Regions from separate parts of the Mus musculus genome. Here all the other regions are linked to region 1. Evidence: chromatin contacts called from public Hi-C and promoter capture Hi-C data. All regions are on one chromosome and are shown on one strand. The core of a region is the stretch at or near the end of the contact, and the rest is flanking DNA. Distances in the headings are between cores, read along the strand shown. Region 1 holds the start of Tceal8 (transcription elongation factor A (SII)-like 8). Region 2 holds the start of Armcx5 (armadillo repeat containing, X-linked 5). Region 3 holds the start of Bhlhb9 (basic helix-loop-helix domain containing, class B9).

Region 1 (3,574 bases), core at 375-2,874:
GAGAAAAAATCCAGGACAAAGTTAGAACTAGGAGTACAGTTCAAATATCTGTTCTGAAGCTGTGAGGCTGCGCGTTTGAGCTTACACCTACACTACTGAATGTATTGTAAGCACTTATCTATCAGCAACAAGGAAAAGAAAAGAAGAAATCCACAGCAAAGTTAGAACTAGGCAAATGATTAGATTTCTGTCCTCTTCCTATCTCATGTCCATTCTTTGCATTCAATCCTTCCTCACCTCCAAATATTAGACTTTCTTGTTTTCATTTCTGAATGTTATACTGTGCCTACATGTAAATTCGTTTATATACATATATATTATCGACTAGGTTTTGCTTATGGGGAAGACTATGTGATTTATTTTCCTTCTGATACTGTGTGATCTCAGTGAATATTAAACATTCTAAGTGCGTTTATTTTCCTGAAAATTTTGTAACAACATTTTTTCATTCTTTTTTTTTTTTAAGCTGAACATTATTCCTTGCTATGGTGAAGAAAGCAGCAGTGAACATGTGGTGTACATAGCTCTATGGTAGGGTATGGAGTTCTCTGAGATGGCTCTTGTTTTAATGGAGCACTTTGAATCCTACCAGGGTATCTAGAGTTCCACGAATGAATGAATGAATGAATGAATGGAAAACCCTACATGCTTAATAAGCCCCACAGTCAATAGTGACATACAAAGAGTTACCTCCTTTCTGCTTCATTGTGAGCGCTCTTTCCTTACAAACATTCTGTTCTTAATAACAAAAGTTTACCAACAAACATATTTCGTTGAGTCCCACGAAAGTTCACTGAGTGAAAAGCAGGCTTTTCTGTTTAACAAAGACACTGGCTCCCACAAAGGACAAGGAAAAGAAGTCTGTCTGAAGCCTTTATTTGCAAGTGGGAGCTGCCAGCAGTCATCAATTAAAAGTTCAGACGTCTAATAATAGCCTAAGCTCAGGCAAAGAGAGTCGTGGATTGCGGAGACAAAACTAACGAAACAAATCGGCTGTTTTCAGAGTCGGTTTGCAAACGATGCCATTTTAGTAAGATTTTTAAAAAACCCCAACACATCAATATGTTGTAAATACTGTGCTTTCACTTGCAGTCATTAGAATACTTTTTGAAACCTTAAAATTGATTTAATGAAGTTATTTTCTCCTCATCTAGTGTGAAATAGTGAATATGAAGTATCTCTTTTTAAATATCATTTTAAACCCTGATTCTTACAACAGAACACCACAGAAAACGACTCAAGAAGCTAAACATCCCTTCCTTAGGCTTTTATTCTTCCGCTACCCCCACAAGCGCACATCTACAACCTTCCCCCATTTTAAAGACAGAGAAGCTTCCCAGAGAAATGGTGGACTGTAGGATTTGGTGGGGGGAGGGGAAGGGAAGTATAGGGAGCAAGGGAGAGAAAGAGCTGACTTCCCAAATTAGGAGAATTGGTCGACGTACCCTAAAAGACTGCTCTTTTCCTGGTAATCTGAGTAAGGTGAATAGATACTACTTGGTGACGAGACGAGTTTTATTGTCTCCTATTGGCAAATAGGAAAAAAGATTGACAGTATCTAGTGAAGGGAATGTAGGGGGCGGGCTGCATGTTAATGGGAGGGGTAACCAAAGGCTGGAGCTCATTGATGACGCGATCCTCACGTGACCAGCAGTCGACGTGTGCAGAAGTCCTTATAGTCTAGGCCCAGTTCCCCAGTAGCAGCTCTGTCCTGCTAGAGAAGAGTGGCCCAGCTACTTCCAGGTACTTTAATAGTGGGCGCTGGCTTAAGAGATCATAGGGTGGAGGGAGCAGAGAACAGAAAGCACGCTCATCCCGCACTCTTTCTCTTATCCTAGGGTTCTGCTAAACTATTTTGTGCGAGAGGTTTGGGGCTGCTTGATGAGGGATGGGGCAGATTGGGAGGGAGGTAGCTAACCGAGTCCGGCAGAGAAAGAAAAGAGACGGGGAAAGGAGAACTGCGAGAGACGGAGAGAAGAAACAATAACACTGTGGGGAAAACTTGTCTGATTCTTTGCCCTCTTGCTGGGAAACAGGGTACAGATGAAGGCGGGGTTGCCACAAAGGGAGGGAGAAGAGGGGGATGTGGAAAAACTTTGTGCTATCCGTTAGCAAGACCTTTTGATTTAGGCACTAGTGTGCTCACCAAGAACTCCTGTCTTTCTTCAGCACTCTTGATCTTTTGAGCGCGACATAAATCGAGGTGCAAGAAGAGAGGAAAATCTCCAGGTACCTACAGGTCAGTGCAAGGGTGCAATTGCTTCAGGTCCCTTTGGGTGGGGGTAGGAGTGTGGAAGACACCAAAGCACATCCCAGGGGCGTCACGGCTGCCTCCCATCCGGATTAAGCACAGAAGGCCCCTGCAAATCCTGCTGCGGAAATGGGGTGAAGGAAGGAAAGGGAGAGGCTAAAGACATTTAAAAGAGAGAGGAGACCGCTGACCTGACTGTTGCTGGTGAGAAGCTGAGGATGGGATGACTTGGAAAAGCCCGAAAGGGCGGGAGTGTTAGAGCCATGTGGTGAGGGAAGGGTTAATTGCTTCCACGCCGCTCCCATTTCAGTGCTAGGAGAGGTTTGTTGCAGGGCCTGCTGGGAAAATGGTGGGCTGGAGCCGGGACAGGAGAAGATGGAGTTGGAGAGCAAGGGGGGGGTGGGGGGGGTGGAGGAAGGGGTGGAGTCAGGAGCTCAGAACCTGACTTGTCTAGTTAGAAAACTTTTTGGCAATTAAGTGACCTGAAACAAAAGTCAGTCGCTATGGGAACACAAAAGCTTGTCCATCTGCCTGACACCTAGTCGGTTTTGTTTCCTTGTTTTTATCCCCCTAGGATTAATTCATTAAGAAAATAATCAACATGCAAAAGTCTTGTGACGAGAACGAAGGAACACCCCAGAACACACCAAAAGCAGACGAAGGCCATCCTTCAGAAGATCCACCACAGCAGGCAGGAGAAACTCTTCAGGCTTCTGGAGAAAATGTGAGGGAGGAAACTGAAGGGAGCCATAGAGGAGAGCCTGCTGAACCCAGCCCAGAGCCCAAAGAGGACACTCCCGCAAGGCATCTGAACCCCGAAGAAGTGATAAGAGGCGTAGATGAGTTGGAAAGGCTTAGGGAAGAGATAAGAAGAGTAAGAAACAAGTTCGTGTTGATGCATTGGAAGCAAAGACATTCCCGAAGCCGTCCTTACCCTGTGTGCTTCAGGCCTTGAAATCGTTTTTTTCTCTGATATTGAAATGTGGCTGCTGCTTTCTTTCTCTTAGCATTTTCTGATGTATCTTTGAACTTCATTTTACTTTTAATAATAATTACCTGGCGGTATTTTCTGTTATGTAGTTTCGTTGTTACCAGCATCTCATTGGATTTTGGATTTTTGACCCATTTTCCACGTTTATCTTTCAGTTGGAAAGTTTCACATTTATGCATGGAAATATACAATTAGACAGCAAATTGAAAAAAACAGCAGCATAGTTAGGATCAACTCACATAGATAGGAAAATTCCTAATTATGTGTGTACATGTATAATTATACGTATCAAAAAATTTACAGTGCTTATTTTTGGTGTGGTGTGTTTTAAT
Region 2 (3,574 bases), core at 367-2,866, 430 kb after region 1:
TCTTGAGTGACTGTTTCGGTAATCCCTTAGTTGAAAAATCGGTTGATAATGAAGTGTTAGAGCAGGACAGGAAAGAGGGGATTAAAGGAAGATGTTCCCATCCTGCATCTATCTCTAGAGTTAGACCAAGACTCCTAAGTGAATCCACAGACCAGCTAGAGGTCATCGAGAAACTGACAAAACAGAAGGGTGTGACATTCTAGTCTCAGTGATCCTTGTCTGTCTTCACACTAATCCTCGAATCTGGACAATTGCCTTCTCATTATCTCCTAGCTTCACATTCAGTTATTTTACAAACATTCACAACAGCCAAGTTATACAACCCTCCGGATGTGTCTATCAATGGAAATCCACAAACATGAGAACAGCACTACTGAGTATAATTTAGGAAACAGTAATTACGGAATAAATGCTTGCTGGATACAGATACTTGTTTGGTAAAGAATTCTCTGATTCCCTTTCTTTTTGTCATCCCCCCATGACACCCCCAAATCTCCACGTTCCTCTGCTATATTCTTAAAGCCTGATCATTTCCATGAAGGGACAACTAAATCATCTCTGCACAGTTGGTCGTACTGGTAGCAGTAGGGATGAAACGCCTGACAATAACAGGAAGCTGGGGAAATAATGAAAAGTATCATTTTCAATTTTCTTACACATTCTTATGATTATCCCCCACCCACCCACACAAACCTATCACATTCTGCAACATAGTTGGGGTAACGCGGAGGGCATTTCTGGAAGGCTGGAAAAGAGGAGATGTAGAAATTATTCTAGAACCCTACCTAGTCTTGCAGCTTTCTCCCACAGTACAGAAATCAGGTCAGTTTTGTTTATCTTCTCCCCTCCCCTTTTGATCTGCCGCCCTGAAACGTGGAGAAATGCAAACTTGGCACAAAATCTATCCACACAAATGAATGTGTGATAGCCCCAAATCAAATGAAATCGCACTGAGTAAGATATGGTTAATTAATGGTCAGATAAGAATGTGCAATCTTCGAATACACCCAACACAAGATTTAATGTTCCCACATCTATAACCCCTTTGTGTATCTCCTTCCTGATTCTCAAGGCTCCTCAGACAACTGCGTTCATCAGTGGTGGTAGTCCTTTCTCTGACAAGTACGCCATCTCCCCAGTAGATGATGCCATTGCATCCATCTCCCTTCCCAAACGTGATGAAGCGAGTTTCTGGAAACGTAGATAGCTTTTTCTCATCCTCCCTAGTCTGTCTTCCCAACACTCGCCCCCTAAAATCAGGTCACCAATCCCGCACCAATCATGGAACCCGCAACCACAACCCCAAGCAATGCCCTCCTTCTTACTGACCTGTTCTGCTTGAATCCAAGGCAGTTTTCTTAGGTGCGTTCTCTCCGGCGGCGCCTTCCCACACAGAAAGGAGGCAGGCAAACGCCGTCGGCAGTCCGCCGCAGGGAGCAGAGGCAATGGCGGCGACTGTAATTTAGGGGCTTGCCGGGAGCTTGGGATGTAGGACAAGATGAAGGGCCATGACTAGCAAATTACTGTCACCTTTCGGTACCCACTCCTCTCTCCGGTCCCTCACGAAGCGACTACATAGCTACCTACATCCGCCGGGACGCACTAGGCGCGGCTACGTCATTACGGAGGCCCGCAGAGGGAGGAGCTAGAGTTATTTAAGGAGTTCCGGCTTAGGGAAGCGGAGTGATACTACTGTGGCGCACACTGCGACACTTAGGTTCTGATCCCGAACTAGGGAAAACCGCGCCAAGCACCCGCAAGCAGGCGATTACCAAATGTCGGTTTTAGCTTCCTTCTTAGACATGTCTTTCCATTTCGAAATGCATGCGGTTTTCACGCTGTGGCGTCAGAAGAAAAAGCGGCCGCCTTACCGGGCGGAAGGATAGCAAAGAATTCTAGTGTTTTTACACGTTCCTCACTAAACCCACCGCCCACTGAAGTGAGCTGGTTAGGTAGGGGAGGGGCTCAAGGTAGAAACGATGCTGGGGGTGGGGCGGTTCTCAACGCTGAAATTACAAATAAAAATTCTCATTTATTCCAACAAATTCTAAACTGTTCCTTCTACAAGCAAAATCCGCCAGTGATGCACCTGTAAGGGCTTGTTTGCATAAAATTCTTGCTGCAGCGGCAGAACCTATGGAAAACTGCTCTGCTGCCAGACCGTTTTTGTTTTGTTTTGTTTTGTTTTTCAATCTCCCTTTTTATGTTTCCTGTTGCCACCCCTTGAAATCTTTTGCTCTTATTGTCCGGCATGTTTCTTGTTTTGAAATAGTTTTAGATAACATGAAGTAAGGATAGAGGAAAAACAGGGAGAAAAAGAACTGTGCAGACGAGTTCTACTCCAGGATGACCTCACTACCATAAGGTGCAGTGGCTTGGATTTAATCTAGGCACTGGGAAAACAAGAATCTTCTTACTGACAAGACATAATACCAAAGTATCTTTGTACCCGTGGACCAACACCAGTCCCTGCTCTGTGGATTTCTCCGGGCTTGTTCCCTCACGTTTCTTGCCCCCTAAATCTCTGACTATATAAGTCCTTGCATCTTGAATGCTGGGCCTCATGTTTGTATTATCTATTTGAACATAAATTTAATTAAAATAAGCCTTAGAATCAGAAAGTGTTTCTAACATGTATACCACTTAGAAATGTCCCAGCCCATCAGTCCTGTATGCCTCAACTCTAAGCTGAGCTATGACATTAGTAGATTATGATGAGAGACATTTTTCCTGTTTCAGGGATGTTTGTAATTTTGAAATTGCCTTAATAAAAGTGCATGGTTTCCCCTCAGTCCCAGTCTACATTATCAGAAAACCTGATAATGTCATGAGGCAGGAGGTTAACTTTTGGAAGGAATAACCAGCCTATAAGGAACAATACTAGGTGGTGATGGTCAGTCCAGACAGACCATCTTCATGACCCAGGACACAAGATGAAAATAGTTTTGGTGGGAGGCTCAATAAAACATAATTGTAAAAAATAGGTGGTAGTGGTCCCTCCAGATGGGCCAGCCCAGGGCCCTAAAAACAGTTAAAGAGAGAGAGATAGAGAGAGGGAGAGAGAAGAGAAGAGAAGAGAAGAGGAGAGAAGGAAAGAAAAGAGAAAAAGGAAGGAAGAAAGAAAGGAAGGAAGGAAGGAAGGAAGAAAGAAAGAAAGAAAGAAAGAAAGAAAGAAAGAGGGACATCTGGGTTCTTTCCAGCTTCTGGCTATTATAAATAAGGCTGGTATTAACTTAGGCAAATGGATGGACTGGAGGGCATCATCCTGAGTAAGGTAACCTAATCACAAAAGAACACACATGATATGCACTCATTGATAAGTGGATATTAGCCCAGAAACTTAGACTATCCAAGATACAATTTGCAAAACACAAGAAAATCAAGAAGAAAGAAGACCAACATGTGGATACTTTATTCCTCCTTAGAATAGGGAACAAAATACCCATGGAAGGAGTTACAGAGACAAGTTCCAAAGCTGAGACGGAAGGAAAGACCATCCAGAGACTGCCCCACCCAGGGATCCATCCCATAAACAACCACCAAACCCAGACACTATTGCATATGCCAGAAAGAT
Region 3 (3,574 bases), core at 384-2,883, 290 kb after region 1:
AGGAAAAAATACAAGGTATAAAAGTAGATAGTGGAACACATGCAACTATATTTGGGAAGAAGGCAGGGAAGCTAATGAAAACAATAATTCCAAGGTCATGTTTGAAATACCAGCCTCCCTTTGTATAGCTAGATCTTGCCTCACGTGCTATGAATGCCAGTCTTACCACAAAGCAGGATGCTCGGGAGATGCTATTCTTCCCTCTGGCTGGAGAAGAGTCGACCTACATAGAAAGCAAAAGATATTGAGGAAAATATTAAAAAAAATGTTGACCATGGTATAAAATTATAGGTTTATGGGCAGATTTCCAAAACCCAAGTTCAAATACCTCTGTTAAAGAATTAGGAACCAAGTACATGATCTCCATCAGCTCCCATGTGTGACCCAAATGGCTACCTTCAGAAACTGCATCCCACCCCCCCCCACCCCCCCCACCCCGTACTGCTGCTGTATAAAACTATGAGGGACAACAAAAAGTTGGGGATGATATATGGGGGTCCCAGAAAGAGACACTTAACTCCAATAGTGATTTCAAATATTCTAAATTGAACACCCACCTGCACAAAAAGTTCTTCTTTACTTTAAGTCCATTCGAACATTAAAACAAATGTTCAAGGTGAAATGTTGAGAAAATGGATCCTGAATATAAAAGATAGGACAATGTCATAATATTTATATAGCTAGGAGTTCTGTATATATGACCAACTCCTTATTATGACCAATTCCTTGCAGTAAATTAGGTACAGGAGTCTAAATACAGAGGGCAATAAAACAATCCTGTATTGAAGGCAGATGAACTTTTCATTCTTATGTTCTGACATCTTCATAATCGCCCCTCTAATGATGTTTCACCTTCCCCAGAATACACTACCTCTACCACCCTGACAAGAGACTTTGCCACCAAGCAGGAGTCTGTGGGAAGAGACAGCACCCACGATGCAGGGCACATGGATCCCTTTCTGGAATAAGGGCCCAGGTAGAAAGGCGACTCACCAAACAGCTGAACCATCACCAGAGTTGGCCACCTGCCTCCAACCCATGAACAGCAACCTCCAAGGGGCACCACCCCCAGCTTCCGCGCCGCCATTTCTCCCATAGTCGCCTCCCCCACAACCCTTGCAGGGCCCAAACACCAAAAAGGGCCGGGGGGAAAAGCCTGCTGCCAGGCCATCTGCTCTGCAGGCCTCCAGACCCTCAGACTCAAGACACTCTGGCTGCCACCCTGCGCCCGGGGCCCGGTTCGGGTTCCCGCTTCCTCCTCCCCACCGCCTGGGGTCTCCGAGCACCGCGCACACTCCAGGGAGGCCGCGACCTGCTGGCCTTCACTGGACTGTCAGGGCCGGGCAGTGGTCCTCAGTGTGCGACCACTCGGAGCCCTCGACACACCTCCACTTGCCTGGCCAGGCGCACGGCCCAGGTGTCCGGGCTCCCCCGCGTCCCCCTCCTGCTCCCGGCTGGTCTCTGTCCTCGGCGGATCCTCTCACAGAACCCCCACCGCTTTGCGCGCGAGTGGAATGGCAGAGACGTGTCCCGCCCCTACGTCTCTGCACCAAACAGGCAGGGGCTGCGCAGGATGCGGCAAGCACAGCTCACCTCGAGGGTGTCGGGAAGGGGGCGGAGGGATACTGCGCACGGGGCTCTACGCCCCCTCCTGGACCCACTGTAGTTCCGACTCGGAGTGGGCGGGGCCAGACAGCCCCACTCCTCTTGGAGAGGTGGGTTGCACCCGTAGGCGTCTGCAGACCCCTGTTCACCCTAACCAGAGACCACCACCACTTTTTTTTGGGGGGGGGGTGCCACAACAGTGTGTGAGATGGCTGAAATCTAGAGTCTATGAGGGCTTTGGAGAGGGGGACTATGGAGAGAAGGTGGTCTGGAGATGTGGAACAGGAGGGAGCAGCGGAGGGATACTGAGTGCTCCTGTACTTCAGTAGGAAGCTGGGCTTTGCTGGCCCCCAGCCCCTCCCTGCACTCCATCTCTTGCTACCCTTCAGTTCTCTCGTAGCTTCTGACGCCAGTAGAAAGGGAGGAGGGCTTTTAGTACTGCAGCTAGAGAGGGAACAGGTAGCCTAGCAACAGTCTGCAGAGAGGACTCTTGATTCTTCATGTTTTTCTCTCAATGCTTCATGGAGTTCCTAGAGGAAAAGAAATGGGAGCAACCATTGCAGCTTACATCGCTGCCCCCAGGGTAAAGCCAGACTTCTGTCCCTGGAAAACCAACCAGAGGTCTGGGGTAAAAGTCACTTTACTTCCTTTGACTTATTTGGACTAAAAACTCATCTAGTCACATATGACATAAAAGAACTGGGAGGTGGCGTGGGAGTAGGTTGGGACAGAGTAGGTGATAGGTCAACCCAAACATAGAATGTATGAAGAAGCCTTAAAGCAAACAACTAGCATGCAAGCGAATTTTAAAATATAATTTGAAGACAAAGGAGTTTGAACAGAGGTACCCTGCATGGGTGGACCAGGCTGCTGCTCTCAGAAGACACGACTTATTAAATAAAAATCCCAGTACCAAGCACTGCGAGTTACTGGTTAAAGGGGCCTCAGAGCAGTGGTTCTTAACCTATGGGTTGCTACCTCACTGAGGGTTGAATGACCTTTTCACAGGGGTCACATATCAAATATCCTGCATATCAGATATTTACATTATGATTCATAACATTAGCCAAATCACAGTTATGATGTAACAACGAGAATAATCTTGTACTTGGAGGTTACCATAAGACAAGGAACTGAATTAAAGCATCAGGAAGGTTGAGAACCATTGCCCCGGTGGCACCTAAAACAACAGAAGCTATTGCCACATCCTTTGGCTATTAAGACTCCACTGCTGAAGAATCACACTTTTTTTTTTTTTTTTGCTGTAGGTCAGAAAAACCAATATTTTAAAAGATTTTAATTTGTTCTTTTTTTTCTGAAAACCATACTTTATTTTAGATAGTAATATATTATTAACTGATGTGATACAAATTATGTATTAACTAACACTATAATAGAATTATTCAAATATAGTAAAATTATTTGAATAGAATTAGCCCTAAATGGAATAAAAGAGAATAAAAGAGAAAAGTATCAGGTTATGTAACTCCTCTCAAACAGATGAAGTGTGGGTAAAATCCAAAAATTTAATAAATGAGACAAAGAGAAGGTAGCTTTAGGTAGCAAGGAAAGACAGAGGTAGGCAAAAGGACACGAGTCATAAGAGAGGATGCAAAACATTCAATGCCATCATACCCCTGCCCCACTGAAGGAGATGTGCGGATTCAACGTTTTCTATATTGAAGTAGAAAACCCATTTTTTGCATCCCCAAAGAATCCTATATGTGTTACTCCTTTGAGGGAGGGATTGTGAACGTTGAGCTGTCCTTTCACTCCATTGATAATTATTGTAATAGGAATTAGACATGACTAGTCCCTGAATACATGTTACATTGATAGTCTGTATATGCTTGGCCCAGGGAGTAGCACTATTAGGAAGTGTGGCCTTGTTGGAGTAGGTGTGTCACTGTGGGCATGGGCTTTAAGACCCTCATCCTAGCTGCCTAGAAGCCAGTATTCTGCTAGCAGC

What was found. Promoter capture Hi-C pulls out the DNA fragments that hold promoters and counts their contacts. A called contact is a pair of places that touch in the nucleus more often than the background predicts.
Region 2: a contact with region 1 is called in a promoter capture Hi-C map of hippocampal neurons, with 2.1 times the contacts expected there. The contact joins the promoter of Armcx5 here to the promoter of Tceal8 in region 1. A contact is called at or near these places in 5 of 39 promoter capture datasets (the 3T3-L1 cell line, cranial neural crest, erythroid cells and 2 more).
Region 3: a Hi-C map of uterus shows a contact between it and region 1, with 8 times the contacts expected there. The contact joins the promoter of Bhlhb9 here to the promoter of Tceal8 in region 1. A contact is called at or near these places in 1 of 39 promoter capture datasets (cranial neural crest) and 2 of 484 Hi-C or Micro-C datasets (embryonic stem cells and uterus).

What each region holds. Positions count from the first base shown.
Region 1 is chrX:136,170,301-136,173,874 of GRCm38.p6, reverse strand. It overlaps Tceal8 (transcription elongation factor A (SII)-like 8), which reads left to right and starts at 1,624. Exons shown (of 3, transcript NM_025703.3): 1 at 1,624-1,743; 2 at 2,170-2,239; 3 at 2,826-3,574. The coding sequence starts at 2,853. The coding sequence ends at 3,206.
Region 2 is chrX:135,740,734-135,744,307 of GRCm38.p6, reverse strand. It overlaps Armcx5 (armadillo repeat containing, X-linked 5), which reads right to left and starts at 1,616. Exons shown (of 4, transcript NM_001009575.5): 1 at 1,330-1,616; 2 at 694-745. Gprasp1 (G protein-coupled receptor associated sorting protein 1) reads right to left here and starts at 1,616. Exons shown (of 11, transcript NM_026081.5): 1 at 1,330-1,616.
Region 3 is chrX:135,883,910-135,887,483 of GRCm38.p6, reverse strand. Bhlhb9 (basic helix-loop-helix domain containing, class B9) reads right to left here and starts at 1,633. Exons shown (of 5, transcript NM_001098222.1): 1 at 1,397-1,633; 2 at 558-639; 3 at 167-223.